Linked DNA regions of Sus scrofa: region 1 is linked to region 2. The links are chromatin contacts, called in public HiChIP or PLAC-seq maps. All regions are on one chromosome and are shown on one strand. The core of a region is the stretch at or near the end of the contact, and the rest is flanking DNA. Distances in the headings are between cores, read along the strand shown. Region 1 holds the start of HADH (hydroxyacyl-CoA dehydrogenase). Region 2 holds the start of SEC24B (protein transport protein Sec24B).

Region 1 (2,700 bases), core at 164-2,663, 1.2 Mb after region 2:
GATTATCATGTAATATAATGCATGGAACTTTCAGTTAAAGAGACTTACTCCTCCCTTTCACAAATAATAAAGATTATGAGGACACCATAACCCAGCATTCAGAACATGTACACAATAAAAAGAGTCCCAAAACATGATCTGAAAAGAAATGGGAGCCTGTCAGAAGGATAAAACATTAATGAAAAACAGATTTTAGGAGAAAAAGCAACCAAATTAATAGTTGTTTAAAAAAAAATAACAACCTGCAGGGTGGGAAAAATTAAGATACATAATGACAATAAAAGATTTTTCTAAAAAGCAAGCACAGAAGCAAGGACTTGGTTGGAAATAGAACTAAGAAAAATTAATCTTTTTCAAAATTGAAGCCACTGAAGGTACTTCCCCCCCAAAAAAACTAGATCAATGCCTCCCCTGTCCAACAATACTAGTAGCAAGGGCTGAAATGCTAAGAAGATAATCAGCTAGGCTATGAAAATCACGGTTCCCCAATACAACCTGGAATGTAACCGCTAAAAATCAATAAAGTACAAGTACCACAGTATCTAGATAATAACTGCACAACTGTCCCTGAATCACAGCTCAGGTGGAACAGGGCAGAGTCCTGAAGATCCACAGCGAGATTAATGAGCTACCCCTTCAGAGCCCTTGGCCCCTCTACCTCCCGCTCCCACTCTCCCCAGCACCAGAGGGCATTAGGTCAAAGAGGCCCCGCGCAGCAGCAGCTGGTGGCGTCCCAGGGCCTCACAAGCTCCGATAAGATAACTTTTACAAAATGCTACAAAAGTGCTGACTACTATTAACCTTTGTAATCCAGCAAGCATAGGAAACACTCGGAAGAAGACCATTTCGAAGAGCAGAAAACTACTCTGACAATAACTGCAGAATTATTTAAAAAAAAAAAAAAAAACCACCGATAAAAATTAAACCCGATCGCAGTCCAGGTCTCGGGACGCACACCCTCGGAAACGGAGGCTCGGCCAAAAGACACCAGATCTTTGAGGGAGTGCAGACTCACGGGTCTAGGCATTTCAACTACACGGGCAGGGGGACAGGGGAGGAGGGGAAATTCTCCAGGTCTCTCGGAGCTACACCCCGCCGGGTCGCGGCCCGCCAGAGCTCTCAGGTTAGCGTAGGCAGCAAGGCGAGCGGAGAGCGCTGCCCGCCGGGCGGCCCACCTGGGCAATGCCTGCGCCCATCAGCCCGCCGCCGATGACCGTCACGTGCTTGACGAGGATTTTCTTCGCCGAGGCCGCGGCGGTGGACGAGGAGGACAAGGAGCGCACGAGCTGCCTGGTTGCGAAAGCCATGGTGCAGACGAAGGCGGCGACAGCAACAAGACCGGGCGGAGAAGGTAACCGCAGGCGGCTGAGGCAAGAGTAGCAAGACGACCCCTGGGCTTGGACACCCAGGAAACCCAAGGTCCGCGCGCCCTGGGCGTGGCTGTGCGTCTCCGACGACAGGGCGGAGCCTCGCGATTCGCTTTTCTCATTGGTGGAGACCCCAGGGGCCGCGTTCGAACGTCGGAGCGCGGCGTCTCCGCCCAAGTGGGCGGGCACGGCCACAGCGTTGCGCTGCTGAGCTCGCTGGCCGGGCTGTCCCTCCGCAGTCAGAGGGAAGAGGAGGGGCAGTTAGCGCGCCCATCCCCGCGCAGGCCCAAAGCGGAGGGCGGCCTTATAAGGGGGAGGATGCGGTGTTGTTTTGTTAAATCCTCGCTTAGGATGCTAGTGCATAACTCGACCCTGAATAAATACGTGTTATTTCGGTTTTGATGATAAGAGACTCCCAAATGAGCACCTTCAGTTCACGTCATCAAATAACCAAATCTAGGAATTATTTCGGCCTTGTGTACATTGTTCCTGATAAAACGGAAGGAAACGAACTGCTCGGACGCAAAGCAAATGTCTAGTAACCCATGAATTCCAATGCAGAGATCGGGGTCAGAGAAAGAGAGTTGATATTGCCCATTTCCACTTTACAAGTCCTGAATGTGTGAATGGTAAGATCAAAGAGAAACCTCTGTGGAGATAAAAATGGAAAGGAAAGTCTTTCAAAGTACTGGAAGACTTGATAGTAATTAGGCCAGTAGTCCCCCTCCTGTGAATAATTCCTAGTTACTGTACTTTAATAATGAAGAATTTTTTAATTAATTTATTTATTGTTTTAGGGCCGCACCTGCGGAATATGGAAGTTCTTGGGCTGCCGGTCAAATCAGAGCTGCAGGTCCTGGCCTGCACCTCAGGCACAGCAAGAGGATCTGAGCTGCATCTGCGACCTACTTCGCAGCTTGTGCAATGCCAGATCCCTAATTCACTGAGGGAGGCCAGGGATCAAACCACATCCTTGTGGATACTATTCAGATTCTTAACCTGCTGAGCCACAGTGGGAACACCTAGTAACACAGAATTTGTATTATTTTTATATTATTTTTGAATATGTAATAAGGACCCACAGACTCACCATCCAAAGTCAGCATCCTCCTGTTGGAAGTAACTTTCATAGTAAATACTATGTTCACCATTCCTTTGCTTTGATCTCTTTTTTTTCCCTTTCTTTCTTTTATGGTGGTACCTGGGGCATATGGAAGTTCCCTGGCTAGTGATGGAATCCCTGCTGCAGCTCCAGCTGTGGTGAAGCCGGATCCTTTAACCCAGTACACAGAGAGGATCAGAGGTGCACCTCTGCAGCAACCCAAGCCACTGC
Region 2 (2,700 bases), core at 44-2,543:
TACAAACGCAGTCATTATTCAATTACTTTCCACAGTTCTCCTCTGAAACACTATCGTCTATAAAGAGAGCCCTCCCCACCTCCCCGGCCGCATCCAGGAACATTCCAAATCTCAAGATTAGGGAATGGATATCCTAGAGCTGATCATTTTTCAGCTGAAACTCCTGCATACCAAAAGCCCATGACCTTAGCACCAAAGCAGCTTTCCCGTTGCACTGGCTGCTGCCGTTGGGAAGGCCCTGCCTCAAACAGGACCAACTCTGTCACGTTTTTTGGATTTATGAAAGTGCAGCTGGGGGTGGGGTGGAGTGGGGAACCTGCCAGATCTAAAAGTATTCGTTTAAATCCGTTTGACACCTGCCTCCTTCAAACACGACAAACTCCAAACATTTGAGCAGCCGCCGCAGCAGCATTGGACAGATCTTGAGGCCAAACTAGGTCAGGGTTACGGTTACACTTACGTTGCACATTAACACCCTTTGTCTACAAACTTGAACACTAAGTTAAGTTCCCTTCCAGGCAGCGTGCTCGCTGGGCCTCAGAATCGGTGCAGTCTTCCCGAGACAAGAAGGGCACCAACCACCCTGCTCCATGGCTACACCAGCCTTCTCCGGACCACGCACTCTGCGGCCTCGGCAAGGCCGGGTCTCTCGGAGAAGGGGTCGCTTGGGGGTAACTCTCCTGCGCCCAAGCTGCATAACACGGATTTCACAGGGTATCTGGGCTCCCCCTTTTCTAGGGCCCCTACTTATCCGGGCGGTTTCGTGCCTGGGGTCACACTACCGTAACAGCCCAGGGCCCCGATTCCCCAGGTCTGAACCCCCGCCGGGGCGCCCCTCCCCCCACGCCCGAACCCTGCAGCCCCCCTCCCCCGACCCTTACAGCCCCCCTTCCCACCAGCCCCGCCACCGCCCCGCCCGGTCGGGCCGCGCAGGCTGCCGGGCCGGCACTAGGCCCCGCGCTCCGCCCCGGCTGCCCGCCTCACCGTTCTGCTGGTGCGGCCCCAAGCCCGGGACCGCGGGCGCGGCGGCTCCTGGGGCGGCGGCTCCGCCAAGCTTGGGAGGGATCCGGGCGCTGGCGGCCGGATGAGGAGACCCGGCAGGAGCCGACATGACGGCGCTACTGGCGGCGGCCGCGGCTCTGCTTCGGGGAGGTGGGCGGAGGGAAAGGAAGGCGGGGCCGGAGAGGAAGAGGAAGGAACGCGCGCGGCGTCACCGAGGGAGTCACCCGGGACCGCGGCGGGAGTGCCGCGCTCCACCCCGGAGCTCAGCTCGCCGCCGCGGGTGCCGGGACCCCGGTCCGCTCCGCCCGGCCCTGCCCTGTCCTGCCCTGCTCTGCCCTGCCCTGCCCTGCCGCCGCCCCGAGCCGGGAACCGCGGGACTCCCACCCCGGGTCGCTCACCGCAAGCGCGGGCGGCGAGCGCCGCAGCGCCCCCTGCAGGCGGAGCCCGGCGCGCCCAGGCCGGAGGCAGGGCCCGGGGCGGCGGCCTGCCGGCCAGCCCTACAACCTCCGGGCCCGGCGGAGCTGCTGAGGCCTCCCGGCGAGAGGGATGGATCCGGATAGTAGGGGCTCTGGGCCCACTTTCACGTGGGGTGGAGGCTGGAGCGCTGCGGGCCGGGATGGGGCAGTGCCGGGAGAGGGGTTTGGGAGCTGCGGGGTGACATCCGGAGCCCCGGGCAACGCCGGGCTGGACTGACCCCACTCACCATTCCTCGGAAGAGGAACCCTGGGTTTGGCTTTGTACTTATTTTAATCCTGAGGGTTTTTCTTTTTTTTTTTTTTTAATTTCCTTTTTCTCCCTTAAGGTTAAATTCCAAAGGAAATAGGCATTCCAGCTTCTCGTCCGTGGGGAATTACAATCCCGGGCAAAGGAAGAGGAATTTACTTAAAATCACTGACTTAAACCGGGAAAGGGGGTACTAGAGTAAGAGAAACTGAAGGGCAAACTTTATCTGCCTCATGATTTTTTGCAAGGGGTTGGCTCATCCTGTTAGGATTGAAAAGAGGAGCTGTAGCATCCGAAGCAGGAATTCAGCTTGCTTTGTCTACCTTGATGAAATCTTTGAATCTCCGGTCTGTCCCAGCATGCTAAGTGGCAAGCAAGCCCTGGAGTTCATCACTCAAGTCATTTTGCCATCGTTCGGAATCCCGAGTGTGCCACAATCATTCTGTATTAGAAATGAAATTGTTCAAAAACAGCAAATTCCGAATGGGTTCCAGCAAGATATTTCTGGAGTGACAAGGCTAATTACTGAATGATTATGCCAAGCATAAAATGCCCTATAGCCCGAGAAAAATGCAAAGCTTCACTTTAGTTGTGGCCATGAATTAATGATACTTTGTGTTCGATACACCAAATGAATTACAAACAGGATTTCAGTAGCTGGATTTGGACTTTTTAAAATTTGTCTTTACTCTTATTTCCATAATTCTGGTTAATTTTTCCTTTTCATTTTATACACGGATAAGCAACTTAAACAATAGTTTACATTATCATAACCAGAAGCTAAAATATACTAGTTCCTGCATGTGAAAAATACCTTAAGCTAAATTCGTAGGTTTTAAAAACCAATGATGTTTTTAAATGTAAATTTTTAGAATCTTTAGAGAAAATTATATTGTGCACAGAAGACAGTCCTGTCCTGGAAAGCAATATCCCATTAATAAAAACTGCTTGAATTTTTAACATTTTGGGTAGATA

The links. HiChIP or PLAC-seq counts read pairs in DNA pulled down with a chosen protein or histone mark.
Region 1: a contact with region 2 is called in an H3K27ac HiChIP or PLAC-seq map of skeletal muscle, with 2.8 times the contacts expected there. The contact joins the promoter of HADH here to the promoter of SEC24B in region 2. A contact is called at or near these places in 2 of 2 datasets of contacts at active chromatin or transcription factors (alveolar macrophages and skeletal muscle).

What each region holds. Positions count from the first base shown.
Region 1 is chr8:114,004,097-114,006,796 of Sscrofa11.1, forward strand. HADH (hydroxyacyl-CoA dehydrogenase) reads right to left here and starts at 1,414. Exons shown (of 8, transcript NM_214331.1): 1 at 1,176-1,414. The coding sequence starts at 1,307.
Region 2 is chr8:112,761,577-112,764,276 of Sscrofa11.1, forward strand. SEC24B (protein transport protein Sec24B) reads right to left here and starts at 1,294. Exons shown (of 23, transcript XM_021101681.1): 1 at 985-1,294. The coding sequence starts at 1,111.